4 separate regions of the Mus musculus genome follow, and all the other regions are linked to region 1. Evidence: chromatin contacts called from public HiChIP or PLAC-seq and promoter capture Hi-C data. All regions are on one chromosome and are shown on one strand. Each heading gives the region's core, a stretch centred on a gene start, on an enhancer-like site or on the middle of the called end of the contact. The rest is flanking DNA. Distances are from core to core; before and after follow the strand shown.

Region 1 (6,847 bases), core at 2,254-4,753:
GCCTGGAGGTTCACTAGAGCCAAGCACATGATGAGTGTCTGCCTACGGCCAGGACTACAGAGAGAGCCCATCACCATTTCACTCACTAGGAACCCTAAAGCATGCTTCAAGGAAAGCTTAATTTGAGTTGAATCTTTGATTTAATGCAACCATCTTTATACTTAACATTGCCTCTACCATTTATAATGCACAAAAGGTGCCAGAGCCTTAACTCTGTCACTTGGCAGCCATGTGACATCAGGCCAGTAACTTTCTGGTTATGCTTCTGTCTTGCCATCTCTAATGGTGAGACAAGGATAATATTTGCTTGGAGGGCTACATGGATTAATAAAGCCCATACTGGGCTGAGTCCCACACCACGCCCAGAAGAAGTAAGGACTTAGTAAGAGTCTGCTAATGCTGTTGTTATGGTTACCGTTAATATTTCACCTGAGCTGCATAACAACCTGTAAGTTTGGCGCGATTTATTATCCTCATTTCTCAAGTTGAGAAATTGAAATGCATGGGAGATAAAAACTAGCCCAAGGAACAAGTCAGAAAATGGAAAGCCTTTCAACCTCGAGCCTCACTCTTGGCTCCCAGCGCTCGTGCCACCTTTCCTAAGTTGCCCAGAAAGTGTGGTTCTGTGAGCCTGACCATTGTTCACACAGGACTTCAGGCAACTGTGAATATATTGGAGGTCTAAGCTTAAGGAGTACTAAGAGATTCTTAAAAGAGAAAATAGGTTCTTATTTGGGGATCCCTACGCAACTGCTGAAGGTCTAAAGAGATGATGTTTCCCCATCTCAGAGCCCCAGAGAATGCAGGGGTGCTTGCTGTCTTCAGGCTTCAAATCTAAGGAGCTACAAGGGCAGTCAGCTAGCAGGAAAGCAGAGGCAGGTTCTATAAACACTGTCTAAAATAATCAAACATTGCTATAACTCAAACGGCATACCACTCTGCAGGGTGTGTTTGTGTGTGTGTGTGTGTGTGTGTGTGTGTGTGTGTGTGTGTGTGTGTGCTTGCTTTCTCTAGCTTATCCCTCTGTTTTCTGCAGTTCTGCATTTTGACTGTTAAAGCGCTTCATACATCTCATCCTGGTCATGAGTACACTCGGGCCTAGGGCTAAGTCTGGTTCTGGGGCTCAAACATGAAGTCCACTCATCATCTGAGACATGAGATCTTAGCCTGGCTCTTCACGCCTCCTTTCATCAGTACCCTTAGTGTGACTGTGAGAGTCTGGAACTTGGAGTGGCTGGTATTAAAGTGGACTTTCCCAGACTAATAATCTTGCTCCCCTCACATTCAGTCCCTCACCAATATTATTTTTTCCTTTTAAGAACTTGAGAGAAAAGTTTCTTTGTATCCTGTAGCAGTGAGATATTTAAACAAACAAACAAACGTGATGATGCTACTTGAAAAGCTTCATCTCGTTCTAGGTGAATCATTGCATCATTGCTGAATATGCGCTCAGTGCCAGGCTTTGTGCCCTGGCCACTGTTACACAGTGGGCAAGAGAACTCCCCATGCAGGGTACCATAGTGGGTCACTAGGCACTACACAGTCACAGATTCTGCCAAGAGCCAAAACCACAGAGTCACCAAGCACTGTGAATTGCCCCGCTGCCCTCGGGACATAACTTGGCCCACGGTGGCATTTAGTGTTCTGAGTTTAACTTAATCACCACTATAAAATGTAGTTCTCTAATTAGAGGATATTCTGATTATGCCCACAAGGTGGAGATCTTGCTTACAGTTTGCCCACACTAAACTCAATGCAGGGGGAAAAAAACACCTAAAAGTTACATCAAAAGACAAAAATTAAATTCAATGAATCCAGTTCTTATTTCATGTAATATACTATATTAGCTGGTATATGAAATAAAAATTTGATAAGAGACAGTCCCTGCTCTCTAGGGAAAGACAGGGGGAAGCTTGCATGAGGCAAGAAAAAAAAACTTTTTAATGAATTAATATATTGTACTGGATCCATATGGAAGGCACTGTAATCCTTTTATCAGATAAGCACTACAAGAAGCCCCGTGGTTGGGAACACATTTAAGAAAGACCCCACACTTTCAGGTGGCACACAAGGTACCAGTGGGAAAGAAACCCAGGAAGGTGTATGCCTTGGGTCAGCCATGTTTTGGAAGGTTAATGTATCTACTCTGTCACAAACATTTTACATTGTCTACCCTATAACTCCAGAATAAATATACACAGCACAGGCAGATGTAGCCCAGCTGAAACCTCGCATGTGTTCCCAGGAGAGGAATATAGGGAAAGGAAACACACACACACACACACACACATACACACACACAATGTGAAAGAAACCGATTTTAAACTCTGGCTGTAGGACTCGGGGAGGAGTCAGAAGAGAACCTGCTTAGCATACGTACTGTCCTGGGACAGTTCCCTGGCAGTGCCAGCTCTGGCTCTCAGGACCCCTCACGGCTCTGATCTTATGACTAAGAATCTCCAGTTTGAAATATGGGATACAAGAAGGGAAAGGAAAGATTCAGTTTGTTTCCAAGAGATTTGCTGGTAAATTAAATCCAAGAAAGTCTGGAGGAAGATGCATCAGTTTTTATAATGTGTTGGTTTGTTTTTTTCTTCACTGCCCCACTTCCCACTAGTCCTTTTTCCTTTACACTAAACTAGTAAAACAATTGTTTATTTTCCTTTGTTTGGGAGAAATTTATAATTGGGAATAAAGTGACTGACTAAATGACAACTTAAAAACAAGGTGAGAATGTTGACAATAAGTGTTTATATCTATCTAGATATCCCTATCTCTACATATTGAACTTTCTTTAAAATGGGAAAGCCAAGTGGCATGCGACCAGGGGACCTGACTTGGCTGTCCAACTTGCACAGCAAGGTTTAATTCCAAGCATCCCTGAGAAAAGTCACAGAAGTTAACCTCATTGCTCTCAAGCCTGCAATGATCCATACCGGGGAGCTTGCATCTGGAGAGAGGTTATGGGTTCAAAGTCATTGGCTACAGATGGTTCCTCTCCCAGCTGGAGTCACATCCTCTAGGGCTCGAGACTTTCCGGGGAATTTACATAAGCCAGCGTGAATCACACCAAGTGAGGTAGCAAAAGGACTCACCCTGACCCCTGCCTGTACTGCGGTGGGGGGCTGTCTGAAGTTTTCAGATCAGACACAGTCCAAAGGAGGGTACAAGGGGATCATCCCACTCCCAACAAGAGCACCGGACACGCCGCTACTCCCAAGCCCTACAATTGGTCTCTGCCCCCGCCCCCGCTCCGACGCCCCCGCACGGACGCCCTCAGTTCAGCCTCCTCCCCGCCCCGAAGTCCGGGACAGAACGTGGGGCCACCTCTCGCTCCTGGAAGGATCGGTTGCCGCTTTAAGGGGAAGAGGAAGGGAAGGGGCGGGGGAGTGGGGGGCGGGGAGAGGCGGCAGAGGAGGGGGAGGGGGATCCCCCTCGCTCCCACGTGGTCCGGGCGCCTGTGAATCGCGCCCGCCGGAGGGTCTCACAGCGAAATACAAAAGCTGCTGGGAAGCCACGGGGAGGCGAGTTCCCAGCGCCGGGGCAGAGCGCTGGCCAGAGCCCCGCAGCGCTCCGCGGCCGCGATGGGGCTCCGGCACCCGAAGCCCCGGAGCCAGCTAGCAGCCGGGCCCGCCTCGCCGCCCGCACCCGGGCGCCCGGGCTTGGCTTGAAGCGGCGGCGGTGGCACCGGCGCGCCGGCAGGAGCATGGGGAGGAAGATGCGGGGCGCCGCCGCCGCCGCGGGGCTCTGGCTGCTGGCTTTGAGCTCGCTGCTGACGCTGTGGGGAGGACTCCTGCCACCGCGGACCGAGCTGCCAGCCTCCCGGCCGCCCGAAGATCGACTCCCTCCGCATCCGATCCAGAGTGGCGGCCCCGCGCCCGAGCCGCGATTCCCTCTGCCCCCGCCCCTAGTATGGGACGCCCGCGGCGGCTCCCTGAAAACTTTCCGGGCGCTGCTCACCCTGGCGGCCGGCGCGGATAACCCGCCTAGGAGGCACCAGGACGACCGCGGGCGGCACGAGCCCTCCGGGCTGTCCTGGCCAGAGGAGCGCAGGGCGGTGCACGGGGGCGTCTTCTGGAGCCGCGGCCTGGAGGAGCAGGTTCCCCGGGGCTTTTCCGAAGCCCAAGCAGCAGCGTGGCTGGAGGTGGCACGGGGTGCTCGGGTGGTGGCTCTGGATCGCGGGGGCTGCGGACGCAGTTCCAACCGCCTAGCCCGCTTTGCCGACGGCACCCGTGCCTGTGTACGCTACGGCATCAACCCAGAGCAGATACAGGGCGAGGCCCTGTCCTACTACCTTGCGCGCCTGCTGGGCCTCCAGCGCCACGTGCCGCCGCTGGCACTGGCTCGGGTGGAGGCTCGGGGCGCGCAGTGGGTGCAGGTGCAGGAGGAGCTGCGCACCGCGCACTGGACCGAGGGCAGCGTGGTGAGCCTGACGCGCTGGCTGCCTAACCTCACCGACGTGGTGGTGCCCGAGCCCTGGCGATCAGAGGACGGCCGTCTGCGGCCCCTGCGCGACGCCGGGGGCGAGCTGACCAACCTCAGCCAGGCGGAGCTGGTGGACTTGGTACAATGGACCGATCTGATCCTCTTCGATTACCTGACGGCCAACTTTGACCGGCTTGTGAGCAACCTCTTCAGCTTACAGTGGGACCCACGCGTTATGCACCGCGCTACGAGCAACCTGCACCGAGGACCAGGAGGGGCGTTGGTCTTTCTGGACAATGAGGCGGGCTTGGTGCACGGCTACCGGGTAGCCGGCATGTGGGACAAGTATAACGAACCGCTGCTACAGTCGGTGTGTGTATTCCGAGAGCGGACTGCTAGGCGCGTCTTGGAGCTGCACCGGGGTCAGGACGCGGCGGCCCGGTTGCTGCGCCTCTACAGTCGCCACGAACCGCGTTTCCCAGAGCTGGCGGAGCTCTCAGAACCCCACGCTCAGCTGCTACAGCGCCGCCTTGACTTCCTCGCCAAACACATTTTGCACTGCAAGGCCAAGTACGGCCGCCGGCCCGGGGACTTAATAACACTCCGAGGAAGAGAGGGACTGGGGTATGAATGATGGGGGTTAGGGCTGTCTTCTCTGCCACGGGCAACGACCAACCAGCCAACGCCCACCCAATGGTCTGATCGCCAAGCTGTCTAAAAAAAAAAATTGTGTGTTACCCACTTGCCCCTTTCTTTTCATGCCAGGCTGTTTCCTTTCCAAGTTCTGGAAGGGCAAACTCACCGAGGCGAGAAGTGTAACATTCCCTCCACCTAGCTTATAAAAAGAGTTCTGTGCTTGTGTGGAGATTGGATCCGAAGAAACTGGCTGCTGGGGTTTGGCCCGGGAATGGCAGTCTCTTTGGGAGATGCAGTCCATTTTTGTCGCCCCCTCCACCCCTTCCCAAAAAGGAAAACTTCCGTTTGAGCTAATTCCTCTATTTCCTACTAAACACAGCGCTGGTGGCCCCAGAGCAGGCTGTGACAAGGGCTGGTGAAACCCCCTTCCTGTGTTCGCCCTTTGTTCCGGCGCGCGATGGTGAGATAACTGTTCCAAGCTGAGGGACAGCTCTGGATAGGACAAAGAGAGCAAGACTTCCCCGCCCCTGGGAGCCCTCCAGACCCTGACAGTTTGTCTCACCCATTCCTGAACTCCTATCATTTTGGCCTGAAGGCTATGAATTCAGGACTAGTTATAAGCAGAGTCAATAATGAATTTCTTCCTGCGTCTCCCAATTGACCAAAATTGACAATGATGATGTTCACCAGAGGGGGAAAAAAATCAGTTTCATGCACTTTACTTTTTTTAATTTTAATTTTTTAGTAAGAAAACTTTTTTATTTGACAGAATTTGCCTTCTGTGTGTATATATGTGCATAAATTGTGCTGTAAATAGACTAAACAAACTTATATTTCAATAAAAGGGAGTTTAAAATTTAGAACTTAATTCATGAGGTTTGATTTGATTGAGGGCTCTGGTCTCATCTCCTTTTGGAATGGGGTTGAGTTTTCTCTGGCGAGTGGGTGTGCTTTGTAAAACAGAGGATGCAGATCCACCCCCTTTGTGGTTGGGGCTGGGGAGCTGAACAAAGGCAAAAGCAGATTTCTCTGTCTTCCCTCAAATGGACCTTAGGACTAGAAATTTGAGTTCAGCCTGGAAAGGGAGAGAGGGAACAGGAAGAGATGAAAGAAGAGTGCTCCATTTCCTAGCAAATAAAAATGATATGAAAGGGTTTCACTGTAATATGTTCCTATATTAATCATGTGGTAAATATGATAGAACCAGATGTGCAGACTAAAACATGACAAATGCCCCCTTTTAAACTTAACAGCAGTGGTCACGTGCTGCAGGTTATTTCCAACATTGTAATTGCCTTGCAGCACAATGTGTGCAGATAATAAGCTAAGCACAGATTGCAAACAGGTAGAGGGTGTTATAAATTAATTCTGCCTTTTAATCTCTGGCATACATTTCACTGCATTCAAGAGATCATAATCTCCAACATCTGGACTCCTGGTGCTCTGTTGGTTGGGCTGCTTGGGGGGTTAGTTAGCAACAACTGCATGTCCTCTCAAGGCAGCCACTGGGACAAGAGAGGGAACAATAAGTACTTTAGGCAATGACATTTGGATTGTGGACAATGGGAAACTTAAAATTTAGAAAATTTGGATTGGTGTCTGGGCCCAAGTGACCTTTCCTATTGCATTTTCATTTAATGATCTTCAATCCAAGCAACTCTCAGTCACAACCCTAATAGCTTTTTATTTGACTTGCATTTGCAAACCTTGAGTTTTATGGACGCAGGAAAGTATTAAGTCTCTGTGGGTCCCCCCTCTCACTCAGCACTATAACATAGTATGTAAT
Region 2 (6,847 bases), core at 1,327-3,826, 110 kb after region 1:
GCATGATAATAATCCTATAAAGTAAATCTATTGAGTGTAGAATACTGCACTACTAACTCAAAAAGAATTATTCTGGATCTTGACAGATGGATGGAGCTAGGCATTTTCTGATGGAAAGAATAGGAAAGTCATCCAAGCAGAGAAACTAACAAATATAAAGGTTTCGAGATATAAGGATACATGTGCCAGTGGGGACTAGCCAGTAACTGACTCCAGAAGAGAAGTAGAGTTCAGCTTGTAAGGTGCCTGAGATGCTGAGTTGAGACATCAAAAGCTTTAGACAATTCCTGATACACATTACTTCTTGAAGCCAAGATTTTCTGTTGCTCCTCCAATCACATTTCATAATTTGTTATACATTGTAAATTGTTAGTTTGTCTTTAATGCCTCTGTTTCCCATCACTCTGACAGTGAGATGGCTCAGCTAGTAAAGGCTTGTTGCTGAGCATAGTGACCTGAACTCCATTCTGCAGATTCATGCGAGAAAAGTAGAGAACCAACTCTTACAGGTTTTACTGTGACTTCCACATGCATGCTCTGGTGCACAGGCCACATACATACACACAAATTCACATGTAATTTAAAAAGCCTGACATCTGATTATATTTAACAAACACCATGAAGCACAGAAAGCATTCCTTTTTTTTTTTTTTTCTTCCCCCGTGCAAAAATAAATGAGGTAAAATGTTTGGAAGGACTTCATTTAATTTTTATTGTGTTTATAGTCCTATGTTTATAGTTCTACCTTCCTCTAATTTAAAGTAAAGTTTAGAAAATAATTACCTAATTCCTTTCAAATAAATGAAAAAAGGCAATCTTAATGCTCCAACATTTTCCAAAGGGAGGACATAGATGTTACTTAATAACTAGTCACAGCAGTTGGTGTGAGCTGATGCTGCGTTGGTGTTCAGTTAGAACTGATGCTAAGGAGTCTGTTTGTGGCCTTACTCTCTTCTTGTTTGTCTTCCTAACCACTATAGCCTGGTTCTTAGCAGAATACGTTTTAGGAAGTCAAAACTCAATTCATTTTTAAAGAGTAACACTATTTGATAGCCTTGTTATGTCCCCCTCACACGTGGGTAGCCACAGCATAATTGTTTATTGAGTCTGTTGTATTTTACAAGAAACCTGCAGGTTAGTCTCAAGTTCCTTTTCCTTCTCCCTTCTTCCCAGTGAGAGACAGGCAAGAGGTAACAGCATATTTTCCTACCTTCTAATGTCCTCTTTTGCTCTGCCTTTCCTTCTTTCCTTTTTTTTTTTTTTTTTTTTTTTTTTTTCCTTTCTTGATGGTAGTGGGGAGGTAAGGGCAACGGAAACTTTAAGGAGGCATACATAAAACATGCTGGGAACACATACTAGTAGGTTTTGTTTTGGTTTTCTTTTTTTCTTTCTTTTTGAGGTGGTGTAAGGTTTAGGTACACTAAGTAGAAGTTTCCTTAATATTAGAACTGTAAGGAAGTGATTTCAAATCTTTAAGAAAAGACAGAACATGTATATGTATATGATATGTATATGTACGCAGGGTGGTATCTCAAATACTGAGGGTTTTTTTAACCACAGACTAAGATGCACTTGTTTAGACACCCTAAACATGAGTAGTTAGAGGTTCACAAAAGAAAAACTTTCTTACCCATCATATGCAGGTGTTTCAGGGAAGAAAAACTCCTTTTATATAAGAAGCCCTCAGTACCACTACCAGTTCTCTGTAGGTTGAAATGTGGTTGTAAAATGAAAAGATTTTGTTTCCTTGGTGACTACATGTCTACACTCTAGTTCCATCAATTCTATTTAAAGGAAAGTGAGATTGAGCATGTGAAAAAACAGCGCAGAGAGGGAGGAGCTGACAGAATTTCAAGGAAGTCAAGCAGGGAAACCATCATTCCTTAGTATCTCTCTGTTCTGGCTTTAGATGAATTTTAATCTAGATGATGGGGCACAATGTATTTTATCTGTCCAGAGTTACTGTCACTCGGACAAGTATAAAGTGACCAAGATGGCAGCTTTGTCCTATCTTTAAGAGCTGTCCAGGTAGTTAACCAGCAACAGCACTGGACTACTGATCCCATGAACATTGAATGGGAGCTAGACCAATGTAATCTCAGAGCTTTTAAAGTAACTTAGAATTATAGTTACGTTGACCACCCTTACGTATATGATAAAATTGATACTGTAAGAAGCTGAATGATTCACCTATGGCCATACAGTTAGCAAGCAGTATCACTAGGAGTTAGAACCCAAATCTAGCAGTCTTAAAATTCTCTGTGTTCAGCCTTTATATTGCAGTCCCTTTGTCAGGAGACAGAAGTTTAGATCTTACAACTTACTCAGTGGAAATAAGTAAAGCTTGATGGGTAAGATTCTAACAGTCAACAGGGATTCAGCCCTTTACCACCATTTTCCTTTTCTTTGTCAAATACAAACAAGCAGTTTGAAAAACAAAAAAAGTTGACATTAGGCTTGCCAAGGAAGAATCTGAAGGAGAATAAAGAGGAACCTCAGTCCCCAGACAGGTAAACATTAGTTTACTCCCTGGCTTTGGTGGAGCCAGCAACTGCCATTGCCTCTTCTGAAAGAGCCACTGTTCACCCAGTGGCAGGTGCAGGCCAACTGTTGCCATGACAACTGCAGGAGAAGCAAGCAGTTTAATTCCAGAACTGATAATTAACTGGGGGTGGGGGGAGTGGGAGCAGTGAAGAAATTGGTGGTGGTGGGGGATAATTGTCAGAGAGAAAACTTAGCAATTACTGGCAAGCTGCATATATGCAAAGGCCAGGCACAGATGCATCAACCCAGCGTTCCCCTAACATTCAGCATCTATCCCCTCTGCTGCAGAATTTGATGTACAAAAATGAGGGTCAGGTTCCCATAGACATCTGAGTCTCCTTAAGGAGCACACGCAAGGAAGGATGTTAGGTAGGCTGAGAAACAAACTCAGGAGGGCATATGAATGAGTACCTCAGAGACACCACCTGGCCAGAAGCAATTTAGAAACACTGTTAAAACTCTGAAGGATGGAAGCCATAAGCATGTTTCTTAGGAACTTCTACCTCTGCAGTTAGATAGGAGAAATGGTTTTCCAGAAAGTAAAGGGACTTGTAGCAGTGACCAGCTTAGATACTTGATCTTAGCATTATCTCATCAGTGCTTTAGAGGCTGTATTAATAAAGCACACTCACACACATGGCTTAGCATCTATCTTGTTTAACCTTACTACCTAGGAAAAAGACTATTATCTTCACAGCAGACCCAGAAATGTTATGTGCTTTAAAGCAAGCCAGCAAATTGGTAGGTCCTTGTAAGTTTACTTATACCATTCTGTTGGGAGATCATGTCTCAATTTAATAAGAAATAACTGTGTTTGTGCATATATATATATATATATATATATATATATATATATATATATATGCATGTACATGTGTATATTCAAGCAGTTGACATCAAGCATCTTCCTCTATCATTCTCCCTACTTGTCTCAAGATTCTAGGTTTCTTATTACTTTATTTTTAAAGAGAGGAATAGAAATGTTTATTGTATATTGTAGTTATACAGATTAGCTCCATGAAAGGCTCAGACTCAGGCATTTGATGTTGAAAGGCTTTCCTTGAAAAAGTATAAGGTCCTTCTTACTACAGACCATCATTTCCACCCTTCCTACTCCCTCCAACTCCTTCCATCTGCTTCCTCTCAAACTCATCACCTCTTCCTTCTTATTGTTACATGTGTGTGCTCATATGTACTTGTTATGTACATGTGTTTAGGGTGGACCACTTGGGATTGGATAACCTATCAGGGGACCTATCTCTGGAGAAAACTGATTCTTTCTCAGCAACCATGGCCTATAGCTCTTCGTCAAGGGTGGGCCTTCAGAATTTCTTCCATCCCTGTTGGCATGTCTACTGGTATGGTCATTATGAAGGTCATGTTTAGCACCATGTTTTTGATATCTTGTGAGTGCAGTTTTCCTATCATGTCTAAAGATAGGCATTGTGGTCCTCTGACTCATAGATTCTTTCTGTCCCCGCTTCTATAATATTCCCTGAGACTTAGGTGTATAGATTACATTATGGATGTACCAATTGAGATTGGACATCCCACAGCCACTTGACCTTTACATTTCCACCAGCTGCGTATCTCTGTTCATAGTCTGCATCTGCTGCAGAAAGAAGTTTCTTTGATGAGGGCTAAGAGCTACATTTCTCTATGGGTATGAGTATTTAGAATACAACTAGGTATCATAGTTGTTTAGGATCCTAAAGTAGCAGTAGTAGGCTCTTCCCTAGGTTCTATAACCTCATCAGGCATAGGTAGTTGGTTAGGTTTAGAACACCAGACACCTTCCTTCCTACTGAGCTAGCCTTAAGTCTAATTAGACAGCTTTTAGTTACCCCAGAGATAAAACTTCTGATACTATAAGAGCTGGTCCTGGGCAGGGGAAGGCATATTAACTGTGTGTGTGTGTGTGTGTGTGTGTGTGTGTGTGTGTGTGTGTGTGTGTGTGTGTGTGTGTACATGTACCATAATGTACACGTGGAGGTCAGACAACTTGCCTAAGTGAACAAATACCTTTAGCTACTGAGAAATCTCTTTGGACCTTCCAACTTACTCTTTAAACTGGTCTCTCACTTAGTCTGGAGTTCTCCATTTGGGTTAAACTTTTGGCCAGCAAGCCCACAACATCTAACTGTCTCACAATCCACCTCTGTATATTACCAATGCACACTATACCTTTCTTGTAAAACAATGCTGGGAATCCAAACTCGGGTCCTCATGCTTGTGCAGAGAGCTTTTACACAGTTAGCCATTACCCAGCCCTGAAAATAGGATTTTTAACTTACAAAATTTTCTACCTAAACAATATTGGTGAATGTTCTATTGTTGAAGCCTGGGTCATTTGTAACTCAAGATTGGTTCAGTATTTCAATTCCTGATCATGTAAGTACGAGTGCTGTAGTGCTGTGAATTTTTTTTTCCCTAACTTACTTCTCTAGCTCATGCTGGTCTAAAGCTATTCTTAACAATATGCCTAACCAAACATCCTTAGTGAATGTATTTTTTATAAGAAAAATATATGGGCAAGTTTCCTTATGTTTTTCTGTGTGTGTGTGTGTGTGTGTGTGTGTGTGTGTGTGTGTGTGTGTGTTGTGTATATGGGGAGAGGCAGATTTTATTTTCAAGCAGCCGAGTATTAAAAGAACAAAACATTATTATTTCAGTTTATATGGAGTACCTATTTTGTTCTAACATTGTCTTTGTTGATAGACATACATTATGAACAAAACATTTAAATCCAGTAAGGATATAGCTTAGATAGTAAAGTCTTGACCTCAGGTATATGGAGCCATGGGTTTAATCTCCAGCACCACAGAAACAGCGTAATCCCAGCACTGGGGAAAAGGAGACAGCAAGAACAAAAATTCAAGTTCAGTCTCAGCCTGAAGCTCCACACAGTATGGAAGAGAGACTCTTTCTTTATTTTTTTCCATATAGATATGGAAAAAAATAATTAAAGGCAGAAGAAAGGTGTCATGTGGAGGTTAAAATACTCTTGATCCATGGGAAGTGGCACTATTAGGGAGTGTGTAACAGTGTAGGCAAGCTTTAAGGTCTTATGCTCAAGCTCTGCTCAGTGCAGAAGAGAAACTCTCTTCTTGGATGCCTTTGGATTAAGATGTAGACATCTTGGCTCCTCCAACACCATGTCTGACATATTCCTATCATGGCCCATTAAACTCAAAACTTCAAAATCCAAAGTCCCAAAATCTACAATCCTCCAAACAAAAACATAGTCAGAGCTATACCCCAATCCCTGGTACAAATTTTGTCTTAGTTAGGGTTTCATTGCTGTGAAGAGACACCATGACCAAGGCAACTCTTAATTAAAGGATAACATTTCATTGGGTTTGACTTACAGTTTCAGAAGTTCAGTCTATTATCATCATGGTGTGAATCATGGCAGCATCCAGGCAGATATGATACTGGAGGAGCTGTGAGGTCTGTGTCTTGATCCAAATGTAGCCAGGCAGAAAGAGTCTGTCTTCCATACTGTGTGGAGCTTGAGTATAGGACCTCAAAGCCTTCCTGCACGGTGACACACTTCCTCCAACAAGGCCACATCTTCTAATAGTGCCACTTCTCACAGGTCAAGCATATTAAAACCACCACAGTAGATACAGAAACTGAAGTAATTAGAGGCTGAAGAAAAGTTGTGACTGTCATCTAAAATCTCAATGAGCTTTCTATCATACTTTTTGTTTATCAGGCTGTATAACAGGTTTTATCAAATGTATAACCTGTGTGACACAGTGCTAGCTAGATATTAGATCTTAGTAGAAAATAAAACCACACACAATCCTTATGGTGATTTGTCTCTTTACTATATTAGCCTATGGCCTTCTCCACATTTCTTTCCTTCTGTTGGCTCAAACCTCTGGAAGCCTAAAGAATTATCAAGCTACTAGAAAGACCAATGTCACATGGGGCTACAAGTAGAAATCCTCTAGCACAGGGCTTCCCAAGAATGAGACTGACTGTGAATTGAACTGTTAACTTGACCTTGTAAACTCAGTTCCATGTGCCAGTGTTAAGTTTGGCAAATGCCGCCTATTTCCCTATCTCTTGGAGTTCCACAACCCCCTGATGTGATTGAAACAGGGTAGGGTGTCCTGTGATAATAAGGTGTGTTTCTTTTGTTTAACCTAGCATTTCCATATGTGATCAGAAGGTACCTTTCCCACAAACCACTCGTGGAAAGCAGTGTTCCTCTAGATGAGCTGTGGGCATGCTGCTCCTTCTCCACTGCATGTTCCTAATGAGTTGCCATTCAGGAAGATGATGTAAAAGATAT
Region 3 (6,847 bases), core at 1,992-4,491, 98 kb before region 1:
CCAGTTTTCTCTCTCTGCCTGCTGCTCCTGGTTCAAGATGTGAGCTCTCAGCTACTGCTCCAGCCACTATCCTCCATGCCCTTGCTCTGCCATCATTATCTCTAACCCTCTGGAACTGTAAATCCAACTAAACAGTTTCTTCTGTTAGCTCCCTTGCTCGTTGTATTTCATCACACCAATAGAAAAGTTACCATGGCAAACGGAATCAGACAATGTTTTCCCTCTTTTTGAGTGGATCTTAAGTCTAATTAGAGAGCGTTTGGTTTCCACCAATGTATATGTGCCACTACTGCACCTTTAGGGTTATTGTATCATGCTTATCACTGTGGTTCACAGGTGTTATAGCTGGTAGGACTACTGGCTCTGGCCGTCTTTTGGAAGCTTGCATGGTGCCTCATGGTACCATCTGAGAGCTAGTCTTCAGGCAGGAGGCTTTCAGCTCAGATTCAGCTCAGGGGGCTCCAGGTTCTGTGTCTGAAGTGCATCCACCATGAAGCTATTTTCCTGTTGAGATACCAGGCATCCTCAGAGTAGATATTAGGGGAACTCCCTCTTCATGCTCCTCACACAACTCCACCCTGGCCAGAAGACCAATTTTCATAGCTCTCATTGGAATGTGTTAACAGATCCGTTATAAGGAACCTCTAATTTTTTTTTTCCTGGCCACACCTTCTCCCTTGCTTATTCTTCACATTCCCTGTCTCAGCTGGCTGCTCCCGCTCGCTGAATGTCTGTGCTTCCAATTATCTTCTCTAGTTGGTTTGTGTTCATTCCCTACAAGCTAACGTCTGTTGGAAGCAACACTTGTGAACTGATCCGTGTTAAGATTTCATTTCCCCAGAGCCCCATATTTTCAGTGAGGTTTTCCTCTTAGGCAGAGTCCCGCTGGCAGGGCTGCTGCAGTCTGGTGGAGTCAGAGGAGTTGGGTTTCCCCTCACATGCTGTTTATGTTAGGTTTATCACTTGGCCCCATGTTTAGATTCTCCTCCTCCAATGTGAATCACATGTCCATGAACAACAACTTCCCGGATCAACCCACGGGGTGTTTACATACCAGATACTCTTTTTAGAAAAGTAATTAAAGGAAATGTCCTTCCCAGCTTTTCTTGACAGGCTCAGGGAGTGGACTTGTTCCCTGCAGGAAGAAATATTTTCCTTCTCCATTCTGTTTTCTGCCCTGAGTTCCACAATGGATAATCGTGCTAAACACATAAAGCTAGTATTTGGTTCAGTCAGCATCTTGGCTGACAGCTCACCTCACACCCTCCTCTGAGCTTTTCCATAGCAAAAGGTAAAAGAGATTCTTAGGTCAACAATAAATGAGTTTTTCAGCCCCTGGGCAAGTTGAGCTGTTTCCTTAGTTGTGTAGAGTGACGCTGTCTCACTTACCACAGCACAGAAGCTAAGCAGGGGAACGAGCTCGTGCCACCCTGAGGGTCTGAAACACTGCCCCCTGGAACTGAGAGGAAGCAGGATCCTCTAGAGTGGGTGTAGTCCACCCAGCACACCCTAGAGATTTATAACCAAAGGGAGGATTTGCATTCAAGTGAGGATGAATCTTAATGCAAAGTCCTGAAGTCATCCCAAGTGTTTAGGCTTTGGGATTATAAACCCTCCTCAAAGGGATCCTCCTTCCTTCTTCATCCATTATCTAGGCTGCACAAGATGTCAGTGAGGTTAAATTTGGATGAGACAAGCTAACCATTTTCAAAGCTCTGTGCCCCTGAGATATATAGCCAGCCCCAGTACTGTCCCACCATTGGGGCAGTAAATCATTAAGGGAGATTTAGCTAAACACACTCGGGCTTCTGTACATGGAAATTATTAACCAAACATGGGAAGGGAAGTCTCATGTTTCTAGACTCTCTGTGTTGACACAAAGAGACGCCTCTGAAGGCTGTGGTCTCTCTTTCTGCAGCAGGCCAGTGCTCTACTCTCATGTCTTTCTTGGGCACTTGCCACCCACCTGCTAGAGCAAAGACCCCTCCTTTTGTACAAAACACAGGGTACTGCCAGCCAGTACAGAAAGGCTACAGGAAGGGATTGCCTTCTCCTAAGCAAAGTCACCCCTCTCAGGCAAATCGCAGCTGTGCTTGCTCATCTGGGAGGTTACCTTCTCTGCTTTCACCTCACCTCTCCCGCTCCACACCTCACACCTGTAGCCTCTAGCTTCACCTCCTTGCACCCCAACCCGTCAGCAGGGCTTCATTCACCTCACACCTCACCCTTGCCGCCACCCAAGACAGACAGACACACAGACACAGACAGAAGTCCCTGCTCCCTGCCTACTAAGATCCTCTTTTGAGACCTGTCATTGCCTGGCTTTGGCTCTGCAATCTGTCAAGAGGATGCCTAAAGTGCTGTCATGTCCCAATCTCTCTTGTGCCCGTAGGAGCCCATCCCCTATGAACTGTGGGTGACAAATACGCGACATGTGGGAAACAAAGGAGCCAGGACTCTTTCAAAACAAACGCTGTACACCCAGAAACAGACTGCCCATTTCTTCTAAGTTTCCCCAGGATGTGTGCTATTTTCTGAGCGAGCAGAGCTCCTGTACTGGGGGTCTGCTTTAAAGAGTTCCCACCTTACAGCTTTATCAAGCAGGGTTCATTGGAGAAACGCCCACCCAATCCCTGTTCTTCAACCCTGCGGGACTACTTTCCCAGGAAACTTTGACTTTGCAAATCAGAGCCAGTAACTCACAGGGAATGGGCTTCCCAGGGGAATGTGGTCCTTTAAAAAAAAAGATAGATAGATAGATAGATAGATAGATAGATAGATAGATAGATAGATAGATAGATAGATAGATAGCACAAGAGCTCTCTTCTTTAGCTTAGACATAGTTTAGTCCCACAATTAGGAATATCATCCTGTTCTTAAAGCGGACAACGGGAGCATCCAGCTCCCAGCCAGAAACCCCAGATTATCGCTGGAACAACCCCAACCTGTCCAGCTCCCCATCAGACCCCGCAAAGGGCTCCTGGTCACTAACAGTACCTCTTGGCAACGATGAGATGAGAAGGAGCTGCAGGAACACCAGCCCCAACTGCGCCCATCTGTCTAGCTCCATCGTTTCCCGTTGCTGTGTCGGTACCGAGTGACTGGAGGGGAGTGACTGGAGGGATGCCTAGGCGAGAACAGGGCAGCGGGCTCTGCTCTTGCCGGGACCTCCCCAAGCTCCAGCTGAAACAGAGCTCGGGTTTCAGCCCGCCGGGCTCTCCCACCCTCAGCTAGGGGAACCACCTTCGGCCAGAGCGACGTCAGCCCAAAGCTTTCCTCTTAACCCTTGAGAGGCCCGGGGAGTCGTGACCACGCCTGGAGGCCAGTGCACAGCGATCTACGGGGGACAGCGGGATACCAGAGCCCGCTCCTTCTCGCTGGACTTCCGTGATCAACCTTTGTTGATAGTGAAGGTAGAGATGTGTGGCAGGCAGCACTGACTGGGACCAGAAGTAGGAATGGCTGCGGGACCTCTCAGAGGAGGCTAGGGAGGATGCTCATTCAAACATCCCGCACCTGAGCTAGAAAGCTGAGAGGAGAAAGGAGGATTGGAGGCTGGGCTAGGAGGCTAGCATGGCACTGGGATGGGAGGCTGAGAGGGCAGGATGGTACTAGAACCTGAGATGAGAGGCTTATGGAAGAGGCTGAGAAAGGTGGCATGGAAGGCTGGAATGGGGGGCTGGGGCAGGTATTGGTTGTGGTCACCTAAATTAGGCAGACAGAGACAGATTAGAAGAGTGGCCTGGGGCCCAACAGAATGACAGAGCTGTTTACTGTTCAAGCACTAGGACCAGAGTTTATTTCCTGAAATCCATAGAAGGAGATACTCCTAAAAATTGCCACCCACCTCCATATAAGGCCGAGTATGCCCTCCCCCAACAGGCGATGGGAGGATAGAGTAAACCCACCTGCACTCCCCTCTCAACACTGCTCTACCTCCAAGCGCTTTCTTTCCCCTTTTCTGCTCTGAGCAACTGCACACACAGGCTACTGGGAAATCCTGATCTGAGTTCATGATGGTGGGGCAGCACAAGATACTCCCCAAGAGCATACAGGCAGGACCCGAGTGTCTCTATTCCACAAACAGGGAAAAGGAGTCCTTGAGAGTCTAAGGTCACACAAGTGAGGGGCACAGCTCTGAGGTTTGAGCCTATGATTATCAGATCCACAGACGGTAGTCCTAATCACTATGGTGTACAGCTTCAAAGGTGATACCCACATAAAAGTAAGTTTAACCATTAGTCAAGACGTACAATCGGTAGCGTTTTCTATAAATTCTGGAATCAAAAAGATTCAGATTTTAAGTCACTTGCATGAAATCACTGAGCTACGAATGGCAAAGCATAATATACTTGAGTCTAATTTAGACCTGGGACTTTGGGATGTGCCAATATTAGTTTGTGATGTTAGATTAAAACTCAAAGTTATGAGGCGTGGATGATTCTTCAGGGCTAGTGAGAAAAGTAATATCTCCATCCACGGAGGAGAATAATGAGAACTTTCTAGAAAGAAGGTTGAACCTGACCAGTGCCCTTGAGAAACAATGCATATATATGAATTAGTCTCTAAATTGTACTTATTCATTTTGCTCAAAGTATGTATGGCAAAGTTAACCAACAAAATGCACTTTAAATTGTTTAGGTAGATGATGGATGGATGGATGGATGGATGGATGGATGGATGGATGGCACACAGTTAAGTGACATATGACAGATACATACTTGTGGACTGATAAGTGATAGATAGGTAGATAGATAGATAGATAGATAGATAGATAGATAGATAGATAGATAGATGGATGCACATATACAAATTGAGTGATGGTAAGTAATTGAAAGAAAGAGTGGGAGAGAACCCATTGAAGAGAATTGTGTGGAGTTTGGCAATGAGCAAGAACATAATGTGAGTGTGACAGGGTTTCTAAATTTTATCCTCTAGGTTTTGGGGTGCTTTGATGATTTCGAAAAGTAAAATCCCAAGAAGACTATCTCCCTAGACTACTCATGAAGGCCTGAAGCAGAGAGAAAACCATGGAATTGGAAGGGACAAGATGATATAGACAATTTGAGGAAGGTTGAACACCAGCTCTCAGGAAAGTTTGGAAAGACAGGAACCATGACACAGGCCTCTACTTTCTGTACTCAGTGAGATATGGTTTTTCACTGGAGGCCAGGGCTAGTAAGAATGGCAGACCCTCCATCCATGGAGGGGAATGGGTAAGAGCAGTTGAAGAGACTGGGAGAACTCAGCATTCAATGACCTGTGTTCAAGTCCTTGCTTCACTTTCTAGCTACATGACATTGAGTGAGTTACTCAATTCTTTCAGCTTGTCTTCAGTATACAGTAGGCAAAATGATCAAACCTGTTTTAGAAACTCTTGGAAAGATGGAATGAGATTATTCATGCAAAGATACCGCACGCCTAGCACACACGGCTGCTGTAAATAAATATTAGGCATCATCATTGTCTGTCCTGAGACTGACCTTTAGAAAACTCAGTATGAGCTTTCTCCCTCATTGTCAACTTCTCCAACCAGGAGACATTTGTATAAGCAAGCATCAAGAATGGCATTGAAGCCAGTTGGTGGTGGCACACAACTTTGATCTCAGCACTCAGGAGGCAGGCAGATCTCTTGAGTTGAAGTCATCCTGATCTACAGAGCAAGTTCTAGGACATCCAAGACTGCTCCGAGAAACCCTGTCTTGAAAAACAAAACAAAATAGAATGGTATTAAAGAGAAGAAAAATGGCACAAAATAGGATATCTGAAAGAGTGCAAGGCAGAAACTAGAGGAAGAGTTTGCTCTGTTGTTGGTAGGAGCAATGGGTTAGACGTAGCTCCATTTCTAAATGCCTGTATATGTTAGGGCTTCTCAAGCCCTATAAGAGCAAGCTGTCAGGACCATCTCTTTCTTTACTGACTCCATCACCCAAGCCTCTTTGCACCAATACCCAGCATCCTACTCCCCACAGTAGCTGTACTGCCGCAGACATTCTGGGTCCCTGTGTCTGCCTGGAATGGGGTCTCTCGATGCGGGTGGGCAAAGCATGGATGAGCGACAAACAGACACACACACAGGAGAGTTCGTGTGGAATCTGAGTGTAATTTTACAACACGAGCATCAGACTTTTTATGCAGAGGACAATAGGAAGTTGGGTGACATATTCGCAAGGTACAATTGAGGTAACTGGAATCTTACATAAAACAGAGGAATGCAAACACAAAAGGTCTAATGGGAACCACCCAGGATAGAATACATTGATAACAGCTGGGATCAACAAGGGCTCCACTTAAAATTCACTAATCTTAGAAGCCAGGGTCAAGGGCTTCGCATCCTTGCCATAGTTCCTATTTTAGTCTCTTGTATAGTCCACCCAGATATGTTGGGCTCTGGGTATTGAACCTGAGGGGCAGTAGAACATGTCACCCAAGCATGCCTCTGTAACAAAAAGACTGAGCTAAAAGCAAATGAGAAGAAGCTATTGTGAGAACTCTGTGGCCCCTTCCATTTGAAAACTCTCCTCTTATAAAAGAGTCCCCATTTCCTGTATACGTGAGGAAAGGCACAAGTTAGTTATTATAACTCTTATGAGCCTGGAGGAGTTGATATACAAACCCTACTGCCTGGTGCTTGTCTCCCCATGGCTCCCTTATATGCTTATGCCTTCTCACAGTTGTGCCCCTGGAAACTCCTTGTCCTATCTTAGCCAGTTCTCCACAGATGAATTGTTCTGCTATGATTCTCTATAAGCACAAGGTGTAGTTGTGCTCTCTCCTAAGACAGCTCCAGGAGAACCTCCCTGGTTTATTGGCTAGCCAATCTTGTCTAATGGGTGAGCTCCTGGTC
Region 4 (6,847 bases), core at 3,020-5,519, 67 kb after region 1:
AAGTTTAGTCTATGTCTTTTTATTGGGTAATTGAGTCTATTGATATTAAGAGATAGTAAGGAAAAGTAATTGTTGCTTCCTGTTATTGTTGTTGTTAGAGTTGGAATTCTGTTTGTTGAAAGATTACTTTCTTGCTTTTTCTTGAGCTTAGTTTCCCTCTTTGTGTTGGAGTTTTCCCTTTATTATCCTTTGAAGGGTTGGATTTGTGGAAAGATACTGTGTAAATTTGGTTTTGTCATGGAATACCTTCGTTACTCCATCTATGGTAATTGAGAGTTGTGCTGGGTATAGTAGCCTGAGGTGGCATTTGTGTTCTCTGAGGGTCTGTATAACATCTGCCCAAGATCTTCTGGCTTTCATAGTCTCTGGAGGAGAAGTCAGGTGTAATTCTGATAGGTCTGCCTTTATATGTTACTTGACCTTTTTCCCTTACTGCTTTTAATATACTTTCTTTGTTTTGTGCATTTGGTCTTTTGATTATTATGTGATGGTAGGAATTTCTTTTCTGGTCCAAACTATTTGGAGTTCTGTAGGCTCCTTGTATGTTCATGGGCATCTCTTTCTTTAGGTTGGAGAAGTTTTATTCTATAGTTTTGTTGAAGATATTTACTGGCCCTTTAAGTAGGGAATCTTTACTCTCTTCTATACCTATTATCCTTAGGTTTGGTTTCTCATTGTGTCCTGGATTTCCTGGATGTTTTGGGTTAGTATCTTTTTGCATTTCACATTTTCTTTAATTGTTGTGTCAGTGTGTTCTATGGTATCTTCTGCACCTGAGACTCTCTCTTCTATCTCTTGTATTCTGTTGGTTATGCTTGCATCAATGGCTCCTGACTTCTTTCCTGTTTTTTCTATTTCCAGAGTGGTCTCCCTTTGTGATTTCTTCCTTGTTTCTACTTCCATTTTTGGGAAGATGTTGCATTCCACTCACCAGTGATCCTAAGATCCTGGGTGTGCTAGGGCTCCTCTGGGGACAGTGGGACCATTTGCAGAGTTCAACCCAAGGTGGCCTGGAGCTAGTGCCTACCAGAAAGAACCTTTGCCGCTGGTGCTGGTAGGGCCGGTTTCCTAAACCCTGTGTCCCTGCTCCTGCTGGCACAGGCCAGTTCTTCTAGTCTTATATCCTTTCAGTCTCCTCTTCCACAATTTCTATGAACCTTGGAGTGAATGATAAAGAAGTCTCATTAAGAGCTAAGCATGAAACAGTCTTTTTTTTTTTTTAAAGATTTATTTATTATTATACATAAGTACACTGTAGCTGTCTTCAGACGCACCAGAAGAAGGTGTCAGATCTCATTACGGATGGTTGTGAGCCACCATATGGTTGCTGGGATTTGAACTCAGGACCTTCGGAAGAGCAGTCAGTGCTCTTACCCACTGAGCCATCTCGCCAGCCCTGAAACAGTCATTTATACTTAGGACTTTCACTGCTTATGCATCTCTTAAGTAACTTGCCCACTGGAAAAAGAAGCTTCTCTGACCAAACCTGAATGACAGCAGTAAACTATGAGCATAAGCACAAATATTTATAAAACAAGTTGATGGGCATATCATGTCCATTTAGCTAAATGCTGATGCTATAACTTCTCCAATAGGGCCCATGGCCTCTCTGGCCATGGGCGTTTAGTCAGGTTTCAGTACCAGATGTGAATTAAGTCCAAACAGAAAGGAGTTGGTTACCTCTAGAAAAAGTGATGCCATTGTTGCACTAGTGTACACATTACTGCCTGGAACTTAACAGGATCCATAGCTGAGTAAAACTGTTAGTGACATCTCTCCTGCAGCAGCAGCCTGCATGGAACCTTCTGGCACTATGAAAGCTAGTCAGCATGGAGGAAACTTTCAGTTCAGCTCCTACTTGATTCTTCTATATCCTGTAACCAAAGTATGTGGTATCTTCAGTGACATGGTCTTAGCATATAGTCGTGGGGAGAATCCAACAGCAATAAGCAATAGCCTTATCATTTTGAGGGTCTCTGGGGCTCCCCTGGCTGGTAACTCAAAGGCAAATAGCCCACCTCTCCAACTGGAATTTTCATTTAATAATTTTATGGTTTCTGGGTCTACTCATTGAGCCCTCTTTTCAAACTTTAAAAAAATCTTTCTTTATGTTTAAGTTTTTGTACATTAGTATACAATATTGAACATATTTCCCCTCATAATCTCCCTTTTCCCAACTCTTGTCTTCTCCTTGGTCCCCTTAACATTACTTCTGCTTTCAAGTCACAGGTACAATATGTACACATACATTTAAGTACAAATACAAATAAGAGAACACATATGCTATTTAGCATTTTGCCATTGTCTTAGTTGGCTTAATATGAGTATCTCCAGTTGTTGCCATTGCCATAATTTCATTCCTTTTTTGAAAACATTTGCATTGTGTGTATGTATATATCATACTTTTCCATTCCTATGTTGGTTTCATAAAAAGGCTGTTGTGAATAGTGTTGCATTAAACATCTACCTCTGTATCTTTTTGTTCCCCTTGAGAAAGGCCTAGCTATCCACAAACTAGCTCTGTAGACTAGGTTGGCTTCCCAAGTCAGGAGATTCACCTGCCTCTGCTGGGATTAAGGGTGTGTGCCATCACTACCTGGCTTTTTATTTGCTTTTTTGTTATTTGTGTTTTGAAACTTGGTCTTGCTATGTAGCCCTGGCTGGACTTGAACTCACAGAAGTCGACCTGCCTCAGGCTCAGCCTCTGCCTCCTCAGTGCTGGGATTAAAGATACGCACCACCACACCTGCCTCCACTGTCACCTGCCTCCTGTATCGTTATCCTGATGTGTGTTTGCTGTTTTCCTGCAGGTTCTAGAGGAAAGCTCCTAGAGCCCAGGAGCCTCAGCAGTTCAGATCTTAGATTAAGGTTTTTGATTTATTGCCATTTGATTTTTGTGTAGGAAAAGAAATATGAATCTAATTTCTTCTACAGGTGGTTGCCCCATTTCCCTAGTGTATATTTGACAGCTTTGTCAAAAATTAGGTGACCATGCTGTGTGGTTTCTGGGTCCTCTTGGTCTACATTTCTGTTTTGTACAGTACCATAAAGTTTATTCATTATGATTCTGTAATATAAGCCAAGATTAAATAATTGTGACCATTCCAGCATTGATTTTTTTTTTCCCTCCCTGCTTGGATTATTTTGGCTATTTGGAGTCTTATTCATAATGTTTGTGAAGAATGCCATTTAAAATCTGATGTGGATTATTAAATATGTAGACCACTTTTGGTGATATCATTATTTCAACAATATTAATTCTGTAGTCTTTGAGAATTGGAGGTCTTTCCATTATCTAGAGTCTTCAGTTGTTTTTTTTTTTTTTTTTTTTTTTTTTTTAAGGTCTTTAGGTTTTTTTTTTTTTTTTTTTTTTTAATAGAGGTCTTTTAATTCTGTGGTTTGGTTTAGGCTCAAGATTTTATTTTATTTTTAAGCTATTACAAATGGGATAGTTTTCCTAACTTGTTCATGCAAAGTTTGTTGTTGGTACATAATTTTTTTTTATCTTTATATCCTAATTCTTTGCTGAAGGTACCTAAGTCTGAAATTTGCCTTGTAGAGTTTTAAGTCTTTTAAGTATATGATCTACAAATAAAAAATATTTGCAGGTCTGACTTTTCCTTAGTTGTTTGTATTCCCTTCCCCCCTTTTTTCTTTTCATATTTTGAACCAACCTTGTGGTGTAATCAACTTCATCATGATATGTGATGTTTTTAGCCTATTCTTGAATTTGGTTCTCAAGTGTTTTGTTGAGAACTTTGTCATCTATAGTTGTTGTTTTGTCCTTAGGGTAATACTGGCTTCAAAAGGCAAAGCGTAAAAGGTATTTAAAAAAATGGAATTAAAAGTTAGAGCAGTCTCTTCTTGGATCCCAAAAATTGGAAACTGACATTTTGTGCTTGGGTTAGGGAAGGTAAATTGAACCTGTCAGAAGATTTATGCTGGTGCTGAGCCTGAACCCTACAAGAGTCTCAGTCACTCTTCACTTTAGTAGCTTCCTTTTGCATAGCAAAGGCTTCTGCTGTCCATATGTAGCTTTGTAGTTATTGGGTTGGGCATGCTCTTTTCTTTTTGGAGACTCCCCAGACTCTGTCCCCTAGGGTGGTTAATGTTCTCTCTGGGGTAGATTTGGAGGATGTATGTCTCCCAAGTGTATTGGGGGTGGGGATGGCAAAACAGTCTTGAGATTTGTACAGGATCTGTCTTTGACCTTTCAAAACCTAGAAGGTATTCATTAACTGCCCCACTATAGGTGCCAAGTACTTCTTTGTTCAGAGTACTTGCCTCTACAGCAAAGTATGGCAGAGTGGTGGCTCTAGCTTGCTAACCTCAGTCTCAGGAATACTGGACCTCATAATTAGCCTCTGATGATGTCTGCCGGAAAGCAGGGCTCCTTTTCTCAGTGACATCATTTCACTGAGCCTCTTGCCCCTGGATGCCTCTGCTTTTTAGTGACCTGTTCTCTCTCTACACCTGCTTTCAGGGCAGTCTCTCTCTCACTCTGGGCTTTGGTGGTTGAGTTCTGGCTCTCTGACTTAATTGTTTCCCTTTCTCAGGCCTCCAGAGTAGCTCAGTTTGAAACAGTCGGTATCTTCCCCCTCTACTTAGTGCCTGGGCACTGCTCTCCTAGTATAGCCTACCAGATTGCTGTCTGTTTGTCAGAATATGCATAAGGCTCCATAGAGTACAGGAAGGAGTAGGTGTGGGGAATACAAGCCGTGGATGGGGTGAACTTGGACCAGAATCTTCCTTTTGTAGTTTTGCATCAATTCTAGAACTTGTTAGAGACAGGTTTGCTCTAAGAGACTTTCATTTTCATTTCTATTTGGGGGTGGTTGTATTAGGGAAGCTATTCTTCATACTTGTTTTGAGGCTGAACATAGCAGGCTCAATGTAAAGCCCAATGAATGTTTGAAAATAACTCTTGAATTGGCTGGAAATGTAGAATGTAGGATTTCCTGAAGGAAGGCTCTCAGATGCTGCTCTGTGTGTCCCCTGGGGAGGCCATGCTTTTGATGCTTTGTGGGCAGGAGGAAGGATTCTGGTGGTGAAATGCATTTTTAGGAAAAGACAAAGGGTTTCCTCATCTCTAAACTAGCAAGGTACAGCTGCCTTCAGTCTGTCATCTGCTTAGGGATTCCTTCATTCTTCGTTTTCTGAAGGAAAGACAAGACAAGGCGGCAAGACATGGTTTGGTGCATTCCTTTCTTTTTTCTACAGCCAGGGGTAAAGTCATAATCCATTAGTGTTCTTGCTGAATAGCTTAAAATGGGTGCCAGCAGCTGGAAAGAGAGAGAGAGAGGGAGAGAGGGAGAGAGAGAGAGAGAGATGCTGGGGAAAGCTTTCCAGGGACAAGTGACCTGCTTGTTCAGCCAATGAAAATAGGTTAGAGGAATGATATCACCAGACAGGCTTTTTTTGTCTGATTATCTTATAAAAAGCAGGATTGTATCTGGCAACCTAAGCCTTTTTTAAGTACTAAGGTTTCACCCTCCCTGGTATATGACTTCTAAATTTCTGTTCCCAACTGTCAGTTGCAAGACCATAGAGATTAAAAGCTTAAACGAGTAGAGAAGCTAGTTTAAAAAATAGAAATTACCAAACTTTACAACCATGGCTAGAATGGAAATGTGATCTGAGTTGTGTTCAAAGAGCACATCTAAAGCAAATGCTGGGCATGGTCACATGACCTTAGACCTTCTGCTTGTAGTCTTGGGAGGGGAAGGCAGTTAGTGGGAGAAGAGCCATTAGTGTATTCTAATTTATGGAATGGATCTTCCAAAGGATTTCCTGTTTGGGAGGGATTGAATTGACTTTGTAGCTGATCTTGAGTAAGTGATTTCTGTAATATGTTTATTACATATTACAGAAATAATTGACCTTAATTGACCCTTCTCCCATAAAAAAATAACAATAATTGTCTTTATGCTTGTTTCCTTACTGAACAATAAGTGGTCTTGTCCTATTTCATAGAATTTCTGAGATAAGAAAATAAATTAGTTCTTGTGACTTGAGATTTTGCTACATGCATGTATTACAATAAGAACATTTTTCTTAAGATTTTATATTCAGTTATTCATTTCTTTCAATGGACATTTCACACCTTTGTTTTAAACACTACCTTAATGACCTAAAAATATTTGAAGGCATGCATGCCACCGTGCATGTGTGAAGGTCAGAGAACAAATTTGTGAAATCAGTTCTCTGTTTCCACCTTTGTGTGGGTTCCAGGAACTGAGCTCAGATCACTGGGCTTGCAACCACAGAGTGGCAGCACTTTGTCTGCTGAGCCGTTATTCTAGCCCCGGGAAAGCAACACCTTCTTGAAACAGGGTATAAGAGATACAGACATTAAACAATAGTTCTAGCCTTTAAGGAACTCAAAACATCCCAAATCAGAAAAAACAGTAATTAAATACATATTTCATTCTTTTTATCCAGTGCTAGGTCCTGTTCTAACTATCCTGGTATACATGAATGTAATTATCTCTCAGCAACAGGTACTATTATGGCTAGCTCCATTTTATAGAGAAAGAAGTAGAGGTGCAGGAGGTAAGATGACTTGCCTAATATCACACAGCTGGTGATAGAGTTGGCTTTTGAAGCCATATGGGAAAGGTCTGCCTTCTGTGCTGACCTTTACAGTGCTCACTAGCCACATGTAACATGACACTTCATGTTACAGAAAATGTCTCTAGTCGAGCTTGAATTGGGCTGTATGAATAAGAACTAGATTTCGAAGACCTAGTTGGGGATGGGTAGGAATCATAAGACTCTCTCTCTTTGTCTCTGTCTTTCTCCCTCCTTCCATCTCCTTCTCCCCCTACCTTGAGTGCCGTGTGTGTGT

The links. Promoter capture Hi-C pulls out the DNA fragments that hold promoters and counts their contacts. HiChIP or PLAC-seq counts read pairs in DNA pulled down with a chosen protein or histone mark.
Region 2: a contact with region 1 is called in a promoter capture Hi-C map of hippocampal neurons, with 2.1 times the contacts expected there. The contact joins the enhancer-like site here to the promoter of Fjx1 in region 1. A contact is called at or near these places in 8 of 39 promoter capture datasets (the 3T3-L1 cell line, the C10 cell line, the HPC-7 cell line and 3 more), 2 of 15 datasets of contacts at CTCF or cohesin (CD8 T cells and pro-B cells), 2 of 484 Hi-C or Micro-C datasets (the AML12 cell line and neural progenitor cells) and 3 of 115 datasets of contacts at active chromatin or transcription factors (embryonic stem cells and fetal liver).
Region 3: an HNF4G HiChIP or PLAC-seq map of pancreatic cancer cells shows a contact between it and region 1. The contact joins the promoter of Pamr1 here to the promoter of Fjx1 in region 1. A contact is called at or near these places in 5 of 39 promoter capture datasets (the 3T3-L1 cell line, embryonic stem cells, hippocampal neurons and 1 more), 15 of 484 Hi-C or Micro-C datasets (the AML12 cell line, adipose-derived mesenchymal stem cells, cerebral cortex and 5 more), 3 of 115 datasets of contacts at active chromatin or transcription factors (bone marrow-derived dendritic cells, embryonic stem cells and pancreatic cancer cells) and 2 of 9 other capture datasets (adipose tissue and pancreatic islet).
Region 4: a contact with region 1 is called in a CTCF HiChIP or PLAC-seq map of CD8 T cells, with 9 read pairs. The contact joins the enhancer-like site here to the promoter of Fjx1 in region 1. A contact is called at or near these places in 2 of 15 datasets of contacts at CTCF or cohesin (CD8 T cells and pro-B cells), 6 of 484 Hi-C or Micro-C datasets (the AML12 cell line, LSK cells, brain and 3 more), 3 of 115 datasets of contacts at active chromatin or transcription factors (CD8 T cells and embryonic stem cells) and 3 of 9 other capture datasets (adipose tissue, liver and pancreatic islet).

The regions. Positions count from the first base shown.
Region 1 is chr2:102,448,448-102,455,294 of GRCm38.p6, reverse strand. Fjx1 (four jointed box 1) reads left to right here and starts at 3,503. Exons shown (of 1, transcript NM_010218.2): 1 at 3,503-5,929. The coding sequence starts at 3,707. The coding sequence ends at 5,059.
Region 2 is chr2:102,332,845-102,339,691 of GRCm38.p6, reverse strand. All of the region lies in intron 4 of Trim44 (tripartite motif-containing 44), which reads left to right. Among named protein-coding and RNA genes, the nearest start is that of Gm52521, 30 kb to the left of the region's middle. Within about 2 kb of position 2,576, at least 18 of the 459 cell types and tissues checked have an H3K27ac peak or open chromatin away from gene starts, as enhancers often do. A contact at or near this core is called in hippocampal neurons and neural progenitor cells, where this site is marked.
Region 3 is chr2:102,546,415-102,553,261 of GRCm38.p6, reverse strand. It overlaps Pamr1 (peptidase domain containing associated with muscle regeneration 1), which reads right to left and starts at 3,241. Exons shown (of 11, transcript NM_173749.4): 1 at 2,998-3,241. The coding sequence starts at 3,070.
Region 4 is chr2:102,382,108-102,388,954 of GRCm38.p6, reverse strand. The region is part of intron 1 of Trim44 (tripartite motif-containing 44); the gene reads left to right. Among named protein-coding and RNA genes, the nearest start is that of Trim44, 15 kb to the left of the region's middle. Within about 2 kb of position 4,269, at least 74 of the 459 cell types and tissues checked have an H3K27ac peak or open chromatin away from gene starts, as enhancers often do. A contact at or near this core is called in CD8 T cells, LSK cells, liver and 1 more, where this site is marked.